2 separate regions of the Danio rerio genome follow, and region 2 is linked to region 1. A link is a contact called in public HiCAR-type data. All regions are on one chromosome and are shown on one strand. The core of a region is the stretch at or near the end of the contact, and the rest is flanking DNA. Distances in the headings are between cores, read along the strand shown. Region 1 holds the start of rpl18a (ribosomal protein L18a). Region 2 holds the start of xpot (exportin, tRNA (nuclear export receptor for tRNAs)).

Evidence for each region. HiCAR-type assays count read pairs that join an accessible place to other places.
Region 2: a contact with region 1 is called in a HiCAR-type map of caudal fin, with 10 times the contacts expected there. The contact joins the promoter of xpot here to the promoter of rpl18a in region 1. A contact is called at or near these places in 7 of 18 Hi-C or Micro-C datasets (caudal fin, embryo, fibroblasts and 3 more) and 4 of 4 datasets of contacts at active chromatin or transcription factors (caudal fin, embryo, gastrula embryo and 1 more).

Annotation. Positions count from the first base shown.
Region 1 is chr4:645,493-651,288 of GRCz12tu, reverse strand. rpl18a (ribosomal protein L18a) reads right to left here and starts at 3,758. Exons shown (of 5, transcript NM_201060.1): 1 at 3,709-3,758; 2 at 1,697-1,876; 3 at 1,004-1,133. The coding sequence starts at 3,726. It overlaps dynlt1b (dynein light chain Tctex-type 1b), which reads left to right and starts at 4,687. Exons shown (of 5, transcript NM_001135783.1): 1 at 4,687-4,713; 2 at 4,820-4,861; 3 at 5,703-5,796. The coding sequence starts at 4,687. It overlaps LOC137495133 (small nucleolar RNA SNORA68), which reads right to left and starts at 1,352; the gene lies at 1,216-1,352.
Region 2 is chr4:898,706-904,501 of GRCz12tu, reverse strand. It overlaps xpot (exportin, tRNA (nuclear export receptor for tRNAs)), which reads right to left and starts at 3,379. Exons shown (of 25, transcript NM_001044852.1): 1 at 3,258-3,379; 2 at 1,594-1,744. The coding sequence starts at 1,683.

The DNA.
Region 1 (5,796 bases), core at 2,509-5,008:
CTAAAACGCCGCTTTAAAACTAAAACGCACTCGTGTAAACAGGGCCTCAGTCTTTTAAAGACCTTTATGAATGAAATTTTAGACTCACACACGGCTTAACAGTAAGGAGTTTTTTTTTAGATGAGCCCAGTTGGAAGTTTTAATTGCCTTATCAAACTTTTTGTTTTAAATAATAATTTAATAATTAAAAAAAATAAATGGTTTAGTTAATTCTGAGCCAAATATTGTGTCAAAACAAGCAAGCTCTAGTTATATACTTAGTCTTTTTTCAACAATCTGCTTATATATATATATATATATATATATATATATATATAATATTTTAGGTTTTAAAAACACACATGATGCACAACATCATGTAGAGGTCAGCTTCCTCAGCAGTAAATACATGGAAAACATTTCAGAAAGAGTTATTGTGAGGAAAATAACTAAACCACTATGGTAAATAGTTAAAAACTACAATATTAAATAGAAAGAAGTTTTATTTAGATGGATTGTTGGTGAGGTGTTGGCTGATTGGGTAGATCTACATGAACAAAGGAAAGATGAGACCTGCTTAAAGAATTAACACCTCCAACACAACAGTTCAGTAGATTTAAGACTTATTAATGCCTAAAATTGTGTTTTTGAGATTTAATGACATTAAGCCCCCGCTGACACCCTAAAACAGCTAATAGATACTGATCAAAATCCAATTCAGGCTAAAATAAGTGCAAACATTCAGCCTTTAAAACAATGAATGAGTGTAAATTATACAGATACTCAGTCTCTGATTGGCTCATACGAGTTTCTCTCGTGCTATTTTTTTTAACACAAGTACATTTATATGCATTTGATTATGTATTAAATCATCTACAAATCAACAACTAACATCTGCTGCTGAGAAGCCCAGAAATGTGAAAAGGGTCCATATAAATGTAGTGTACTGCACCTCTCTGTGATACACACTCTATTATTGCAATTCTACAGGGTGCAGCCCTATCTAGGTGTGTGTGAAACTCACAGCACTGGGTGACGGCTCCAGACGTGGTCAGATCTCTGTACTCGCGGTACATGTTGTGGGTTCCACTGCGGGAGTCGTAGCGCAGCCAGATGCCAAAGTTCTTCACCTTCAGGGGAGATTTCTCAAAGACCTGCGCGGTAAACAAGACAACTCGAGATTAAACGAGTAACGAGCTGACAAATCAACATTAATTAATGCATTAATACAGGATCAGATGTGGCTCCTTGAATTCACTTCCAGAGGCACGTCAACACACAGCCCATGAAAGGCGACAAGGTTCCGTTTGCTTTGCGCACACATAGCAAGGGCAAGACATGATGGAGAGATGACCTTTGGGTTTGTGTGCTCGTATTATTAAATCCTGCAACACTTTGAGGTTCCTGTACAATCAGCTTACACTGATATAAGACAGCCTGAATAAATCACAGCTCCTGGAATCTTCTACTCAGTTATTTCACACACTCGACTGGTGTTATGAGGTGAATTTAGTATTGGTATTTGTAAACAAGCTCAAACATGCAGAATTATCCCACTTGCTCTACTGTAATCAATCAATTCACAGACTAATTGTAGATTAACGTTATGATGCAAACACTAACGCATTGCCCATCCTCACACCTCGGGGAACAGAGTATATACAGCTAGCACATGGATCATTCATCAGCATTTGTTCGAGTGAAAAGGCATTCGCACCAGGCCGCAGTAGACGATCTCTCCAGAGGCCTTCTTCATCTTCCTCAGCTGGGAGACGAAGTACCAGAAGCGAGACTTTGCCACCACATGGTTTGGGGCGAAGATCCTCATGCGGTACAGAGGAGGTGCGGGGTTTTTCACTGAGGGCAACAGACGCCCAACAACCTTATATTCCCGAAGCTGGAGACACAAACACAGCATTACACTTCACATCTGACAACAACACACAGAGACAAGCACACGCTGTACAGAGGAGAAACTCGACATGCAAATGAGAACGCCATGATTTAAGGTTTTAGTTTTGTTGTTTAAATATCAAAATGGACGACCACTACGATAATTAAATCGTACACTCCAACAAGTGCACTTAGAAGTGATTAAAAAGGCTGCTTTTGAAGTTGGAAACCTCAATGTCATTTGATAATTTCTAATAAATTCAGCATTTTTCTCTGACTTCTGTGTGTTCGCTCAGAAATTTCACTTTTATAGTGACGATTAAGTTTTATTGTCTTTAAAGTGAAACACTTGAACATGAGGCTGTGTAAAATGCTCACTTTAGGACACAATTTCAGACGGCATTTGGAGGTTTTGGCATCTTACATTTAAATTCAGTCATTTAGCAGACGCTTTTATCCAAAGCGACTTACAAATGAGGACAAGGAAGCAATTTACACAACCAAGAGCAACAATGAATAAGTGCTATAGGCAAGTTTCAGGTCTGTAAAGTCTAAGAAGGGAAGTATTAGTATTATTAGTATTTTTTTTTTTGGTACAGTTAGTGTGATATTCAGAGAGGCAATTGCAGATTAGGAAGTGTAGTGGAGACTAAATAGTTGGGTTTTTAGTCGTTTCTTGAAACACTTCAGTTAACTCTTATCTTAACTCTTCAGTTGTCACCCTAATTTACTAAAACCCTTTTGTTTTTTAAATCAAGTCTTAATACTAATTTATAATATTTGGCTTTTAACACATGAGCCTTACATCAGTTTATTAGTCCTTTGCTTTAAATGGTGTACGCTTGTGCTGCACTTTGATAAACACGTTTATAAAAGCGTTTCATACACAAACAGCGACTTATTGAAATAAATTATTAATAAGGCATTTTTAAACTAGTGCCATTTCTCTTTTGTTAAATGTTTAAGTTCACTAGAGATCAAACAAGCAGGAGTATCTTTAACTCATGAATAATCTGAACTGCTTTTGATTCAACTTTGAACTGAGCATTATTGAAGTGTAATATTAGAAACAATTGACACTGTGCTCTTATATTATAATTAAAATGTACACCTGCTGCAGAGTGCCTGGCACATCTCAGATGTGCATTAATCTGCTTACACTGTTCAAATTATGCATTTGAGGATTTATTGGCCAGGTTTTTATCTTAATACTACTACGTGTAGGATTAGATTCCTCCACATCTCCCCTAAAGCCTTCTCTTGTGTTTTGACACGATTTTCTTTGTATATTTGGCAGTAAAATAGCGTAATTTCGATGTCGGTAAAGGTGTTGGAACACAAGAAATAAAGTTTATCTATACTAATAACTCTTATTAAAGTCATCCGACAATAAAACACGCAGAATTGTTCTTTAAAATCCTCAACGCTAACCTAAACACGTCTATTAAAGCGAACTATTACTACGAATACACCAGGCCTCACGTTAAATCAACGATGATGGGCGACATTAAAATAACATTTAAGACAATCCGCCGTCAAGTTAAAGTGCACAATCTCACGCAAAACAAATTAAACTGTGCTTAAACGCGTGTTAAAAAGCGAAATCACAGCAATGTTTTAATTGTGTGCGCTTGTCTAACAGCACATGGGGATCCTCCAGCCGCCATGTTGCTCACTCCGCTACATCAACACGTCAAAGCACATTTAACGCTATAATTTTGCACACAGATCAGCTGAAGCCGCCGTTATGCACATCTGGGTGTCTTATACGCATTTTCGGGTCTTATTTGTGAGGTTTAATCGACTGTAAGATGATTTAAGAATAGTTTTACGTACTGTGCCAGACGCCTTCATGGTGTCTCACGCCGACGGCCACTGTGAAAGAGGAAGCAGCAGGGCGGAGACTCCTGACGTCAAGCCTCTTCCGAAAGGCGGGACTTGCTGGAGCCGTCTTCATTAGCCATCCAGAATGTCAATCATGGAAATGATTGGTCTCGTTAAAATTTAATTAAAATAAATTAATAAATGTAGGTTATATAAATGTATAATAATTATTATTATTATCGTAATTAATTGTAATGTGTGTGATGTAATTTGCTGTATAATATTTATCATTTAAAACTACAATTCATTTACAATAATGTAACAAAAACGAAATAATACAAAAAAACAAAAACAAATATTAGTTATTAGTTATAGTTAGGCTATAATTTTTATTAAATAAATTTCTTTGTATAAAATGCATAATATTTATAACATAACAATATTTAGCGGTCAATCATAGATATTACAGGTCTCGTTTTTAATTTAAAATTAGTTTATAAATATTGAAGAATATAATCATAATTAAATGTAATGCATTCAATGCAATTTAATATATACTATTTATTATATATAAATATTAAATATTCAACATCAAAGCTAAACATTTGGGTATAAATGTTTATGGTTTCCTCGTCTAATTTACAAAAAAAGTCTCTAAACATTTTTGCAGCAACTTGTTTTCACTGTATACATTAAAGTAATCGGGTTATAAGTCACTGCTTTATACATAATGCTTACTTTATTGATGGGTAAATTTCAAAGTGTTTTCCATTCAATCTGCTCAAACAAGGTTTGCATTTTGGCAAAAACGTGGCTCTGCATAATGATTTAGCATTCTGTCATACCTGACATTTTTACGACGCGTTTATTTACATTTATTTACTTATTAATTTTACTTTAAACACGCATGCCGTACGTTTTCTGTGCGTCACGACGTAGGCAACGTATTATTTCCATGACAACCACTCGGGCTGACGACAACAAGCAAACATGGACGACGATCAGACAGTAGAAGAGGTAAAAGATGTGCAGGATTAAATAAATATGTAAATGCTGAAATCTTCATAGTGCTGCAGTAATACGGCGTTTGTCTTACGCCTGTGTTTATTGTCGTGTTTTCCAGAGCGCGTTTATAGTGGACGAAGTGAGCAGCATCGTGAAAGAGGCGAGTTTCTTTTTCTCAGACGATGATGATGCTGATTCATGTGTATTTAATGTGTTTAATGTCCACAAAATGTGTGTTTTATGTGTGGTTTAATGTCTGAGTGGGTTATGAACTGTTTTGGGGTGAACGCGGCTGTTGCTAGAAGGGATACAGCTGCGGCCGAGAGATAACGATAATTATTTATATTGGTAATTAAATTACCTGTTAGCTGTATTTTATTAACATCTACCCCTACCCTAAGCTTAACCCAGACTATCACAGTAATGTTAAAACACTAAATATACCGAGTATTATTCGTATTCTTTTTACATCACCAATTAAATTGTATTTTATTGACGTCTACCCTAAACCGACCGCTCTTTGCAATGTAAAAACAGCAATTATACAGAGAATTATTCATATTATTTGTAAATTACACATTAATTGTTTATTAATAACGTCTAATCCAATATCAACCTTCTCAGTAACGTAAAAATCTGATTTATTGTTGTATAGTGTCACAAAAATATGCTATATTGATGTATTTGCAGCTGTATCCCTTTTAGACTGTACTGGTTGACACATTACAAGTTACAGGAGTCTCGCACTTTAATCTGATTACTTTAAAGTAAATATAAATAACGATAATATCTGCATTTAAAGTCTTCCCAGTTACTTCTCTAATGTATTGTCTTTCAGCTCTTCTGTGCCCATGTTTCATATAATATTATTATTATTAACATGCAAAACAATCCAACAAAAAGCGTATAGATTACATGGACAATATTCAGTAACAATCACATAAACAAGAGCAATACAGAGGAATAAAGACCACACATTAGAGTTAACTGTGTGTGTTCAGTCTCTAGAAGCGGTGATCGGCAGAAACATGTATGAACACAATCGTGTGAGCCAGTGGACGTCCAGTGTGGCGGAGCAGTGTCTCGGGCAGCTCA
Region 2 (5,796 bases), core at 2,130-4,629, 250 kb before region 1:
ATGCTAATTTCTTTCTTTTTAACTATTTGCATATATTTTAAACCGAACAGCCCAAAATAGATAAGTGTTGTCTGTCAATAGAAAAAAATAATTATTTTATTTGACATTTATGATTTTTAAAATGTGTTATGCATGTGACATCTCTCCATTATGGATTTAACATGTGAAATTGCTACTTGTGTCTGTCAACAATTTCAAACTATTTCATTCAATTTAATTGACCAGAGACATTTCTGTGCATTTTACAGTACTGTAAAAACAACTTAAAAAAGGGTTCGTTATTTTAGTGAAAACTATTGTTTTCATGACAAGGTTGAAATTTGCATAAAATTGTTCATAATAGGAGATACACCAATGCCATGGTTCAGTTTCCTTTGCTAAGGGGGCAGGGTTTGAGCTGTGGCACCAGCAACGTTATGGACCACTAAATTCACTTTGACGTAATATTAGCAATAATTCAACTTAAAAACTTTATTAACATTATGTACTAGGGTTGGGCCGATAGACAATGTCATCGTCCATCGCCGATGGCCAATAAACAACACGATGCTGAGCCAGCATCGCCAAAAATACACACTGAGGCCCTGTTTACACTAATACGTCTTTGTATTTAAATGCCATTTTAGAACAAAAATGATTCACATCCAGTGTTTCACCTAACATTTCTGAACAGTCCTCCGTGAAAATGCACATCACGTGACCACACAGCCACACACACTGTCATGCACCCGTCTGAGCTCGAGAGAGCAGTGCACATCGGACAGTTTATCAAGGATGTACCGCTGGATGGTGTCTCGCTATAGTTCTTAAATTTGATATTTAATTAATCTTGACTCTATCTATAGACTCTTCGGTCTTGTGAATCTATCAGGTAGCGTGTCACAGCATCAGTACACTGCTTCAGTCTTTCACTTTCACACTTGAACTTAGTAATTTCAGTGAAAACCCCAGACACTGTTGGTTGTGCACCTTTTTTACCGACCAACATCCCACGGAAAGTAATTGACAGGTGGTAATTTGTGTGCAACTTATTTATTTGTTATTGGGTAAAACAAAGACCATGCGGATCAGGTAGTTGAAACGGTAGGCTCCAAATAATTAATTTGTTATGAATTAATTAATTATTCGTAAATAATTAATTCACCTCCACCTATGACGAAGATGCCATTGTCCATCGCAATGTTTCAAATTATACATCAAACGATGCCAAATCAGTCGACATCGCCCAACCCTATTATGCTCTGGCTTCATGTTTCTGATTAGTACCATTAGCTAATCTGGGCGAACTATAATGAAATATCTCCACAGCTAAATAGTCAGAAATAAACCCTTTATGCTACCATACGGTACAACTGGATTGTTCCAAAATGCAAATACAGTATCTGTGTAGCTATCTATCAAGTGTGTATTTTTCCTGTTTAATAGCAGTATACATAGCTGCTGTCTCTTTAAAAAGTTGTGTATGAATCAACAGCCCCCTACACCTTTAAGTGTTCTTTTTTTTGTTAGACGCCTAGCTCATAAACAAGCATGCAAGCTTTGAGTGTGTGAATTGTGCTAGCGTCTGTCAATGTGCATGTTTTTTGTGCTCACCCTCTGCCTGTAGCAGGCGTCAGCGTTGGGGTTCAGTCCCATGAGGGCCTGCTCGTCCATGATGGCAGGTAACGCCGACTCGCAGGCCATACGTGGGTTAGCTGCTGTCCTCGATCACTTTATTCCAAATCTCCACACAGGACACACACATCTGAAAAAGACACACACACCAAAATCAAAGTCAACACTATTAAGAATGCAAGTTGTGATCAGTGGACAATATCATGTTGACACTCATTCATTTTTATTCAGACTACTTTTATTAGCCACAGCGGAATGAACCACCAACTATTCCAGCAAAGTTCTACACAGCGGATGCCTTATTAGCCGCAACCCAGCACTGGGAAATATAATGTTGACATGCAACAGCTAATGTTATAACTGTAAATATAATAATTTCAGACAATATTTTTTTACAAGAGGATTAAAATGTAATTTTGTAATGAGCTCAGGTCTGTTTTGACACAGAGAAGATTGCTAAAAGCCTAGTATGTTTTTAAAAAAAAAAACCTAAATGCAAACATTTTACGCTTGTATTTAAAAAAATGTGTTTGTTTGCCCACCGACAAACCACAGCAGGATAAAAAAACAGGGGTCTCGAACTCAATTAATGGAGGTCCGCCAGTAGTCTTGAACACCTTAATTAGTTGGATTAGCTGTGTTTGATTGGGGATGCAGTGATAAAACAATGAAAACATACAAAACTTTTCTTACAGTTCACTCATTTATGAGAATATTTTATAATAAACTATTTTATTTTATATTTTAGCTTAAGAATACTTTGCATTGAGGGTTAAAGAAATCCTAAAAAGCACTAAAACATGCTTAATAAATAAAACAAATACCCAATACCATCATGAACATGATTTATTCTCAATTACAATGTGAATGTAAATAATAAAAGGCTGGTTGATAATGCAATTCAATTTTAATATATATCTAGGAATAATGAATGACCTCTCCAGAACAACAACAGACAAATGACCGGACACACACAGGCTGAATCAGCACTCTCCTTTATTCTTTAACCACAACACCATGTTATGGGATGGTGGTAGTTTTAGGAGCTGTACCATAGTTATACTTTAATATTTAGACAAGCACGTATTATTCCAGGTATGAATACATATTGTAGTACTCCATTATCATGACATACGATCTGACAGATACACAACACTTTTCTGATGCAACACGGGCCCAATAGTGAGTTTAATCAACCCCATATAGCCCACTAACACAAAAAACTTTTCCACATTCACAGTACTATTACATTTAGCTCAGATATTTGCTAAACTCACGGTTATGTTGTCATATTTTAAAAACAACCGACTTGCTTCTGCGCGCTCACGTTGCTAACCGACCAGCGTGTCACGCGCGTGCGGAATCTCAGTGAACGTGGCGTGACAGACCGAGAAAACACAACGAAATAACGACAAACATCCGCCGTACAGCTAAACCGACGAACATGTGTGCCGTTAAATCGGTAGACTGATGAATTATCAGCTTAACGGACTGATACGCGTGTTGTGAATGTGATGGTCATGACGGCTCGTGCAGGCGCGCGCTGTCACACAAAAGACTCGCCCGAAACTTCAATCCAAATGAATAAAAACGTGCGGCGACGGTGTAAATTAATAGATGAAGCAAATGTTACCACAGCTTACCGTGAACTTTACCGCTCCATCATCATCCGCCCCGCTCCGGGCACTCAGTGCGCATGTAACAGATCGAACAGTGGCGTGTCTGGCCGACCGGAAGTGCGGCGCACGAGAACAGGAAGAACTTCAAGCACAGGAGCGCGCACGCTTCACGTAAATAAAAGAGGGCAGAAAACCACATTTGCGTGTGTGTGTGTGTACAGCAGAGTGCCTATATATAATTTATATTGTATTCTGTAGTCTTTGGGTTCAGTATGCGGCTAACTTTTCCATGACTGTTACATATGTCATCTTACAATGCATAAATGTTAGTTATGTTATAATAAAAACAAGAGATGCAATAAAGAAAAACAAACAAAAATACAAATAAAAAACAACATTTAAGAAATGTAGCGGTTTTATTTTATCTTTATTTAAAATAAAAACGATAACTGCAACAGAATTTATTACAGGGCAGCGATAAGAACTCCTTTCTAAGGCCCTGTCCTCTTATAACACTGTCTGTAACTCCCATCTCAAATCAATTTGTGGAAAAGAGCTTGGGGTGGATATTTTGGAAGAAGAATGGGAGATAGATTGATCTCTAGCCAATAAGCTTTCAGTTTGCAATAGGGCCAGAGCCATTCAACTCGGGAACCTTCAAAGAATTTATATCACATCTCAATTAAGACATAAATTCAGTGCAATCCACTCACCTCTATGCAAATCAAATATAGGGGATTATATTCATTGCACATGGTAGTGTCAGGTGATTCAGGCCTATCGGCACAGAATCGTAGCCCAAATAAACAACATTTTTGGTCTGGACATGGATATAGACGTTCTGTCCCTTCTCCTGGGTTTTAATTGCAAACTAATTAGGAACAAGTAAGAACAATGACTTTTCTGCCTGTTAACTTTTGCTGCCAGAAAGAACATTTAGATGTCATGGATCAATGATAAGCCCCCTTCCATGAAGGATGGCAGAGAGACTATCCCCCTGTAATACTTAACATGTCTCAGCCACTCCACAACTGATATCTGCACAATATAAACCTTGCTTTATGTGACATTTTGAAACTCGTAATGACATAATGTCTGTACAGACATTAATTCACATGTGTTTTCATCAAACTTCTCCCTCTTCCTGCCATATTGTATTATTTGTAGCATAATATCTTATGGCTTTGGCCATATGTATATTTTCGTATATGCAGTTATGTTTTGTGTCAGGCATTTTATGTTGTGTTTGTATTTTTGTTTTGTGAATGACTAAAAGGGAAAAAACTAATAAAACATGTTTAAAAAGAACTGAAAATTGAAAATAACGAAAAATAATAGAGATATTTGAGTAATAATAAAAATAAAATACTAATAAATATCCCAATCATTTCCCTTCTCTCGCATTACAAATCACTGCTGTTTAACAGATCTGTTGTGTTTATTTCTGTCCACTAGAGGACTCTGTTCACCAAACAATGACACACAAGTCGAATGATTTCTTAATGAACAGAACTGGATTTCATCCACTGTTTAATTTTGCTTGAATAGTAATATATCGTTAATTGAGCATTTATAGGTGTTCAGATCATTATTTCAGATCCAATATTTTAGATCTGAAACACACATTCAAGTATTCAGTTTAATTCCTTTACCCATGTCTGTAGATTTCAGTCATGAAAGTTGCTGAGTTTGAGTCATTGACATTTCTATTTTTCTTTTCGTCATTTCTACTTTAGCAGTAAAACTTCAAAGATACCCCAAGACAGATTATACAAGAACTTTTACATCAGACAGAACAACATTTTTGCAAAATATTAAGGCATTTATGTTTTAAGAGCATGTTGTACATTAAACACTGTTTTTTCTGATAGTCCTTGTAAGATGGAGATTAGTTAAAGCTTTATCTTTATCTCTCACAGGAGCTGTTTTGATGTCTACAGACTCAGTTGTGTGGGTTGCCAAATGTCCTGTATTGGCCTAGATGTCCGGTATTATTCAGAGCTCTTTTGATTTTTCCCCTTTTATAAACTGCTATGCAGATTGAACAACACAAAGTGTTCATCTTGACACTTGAGGATGATGCATCTCTATTGTCTACAGAAGAGTTTAGATGATACTTTCCTCTCAGATGTTCGCTGTATACCAGCACAAGCAGCAACCTGTGTCCTATAATCATACTATAAATATGGTGTTAAATATGGCTAAACGATACAATGCGAGTCCATGAAAGAGCTCAATAGCAAATGACATGACTGTACACCTGAAGAAAGTTGCAAATTATAAACTCAAGCACGAAAAATATGATTGTGAGGACACATAAGTGCGCTGTGTGGACACAAACAAACACTGCAAGCAGCACCCATACGCGATTAATTACACTATTTTGGGGAAAAAAAGGGTGGAGCTAAAATGCCTATGTGTTAGCATAACAGCAGATTCAATATGGCTGCTTCTCACTCAGGGCTGTTTATGCTAATGAGTGAGAGATGGTCACTAGTGGGTGGGGCTTTCTGTCTCTGATGACACATACAAAGGCACATGCAAATTTTGACTATTAAAAAAT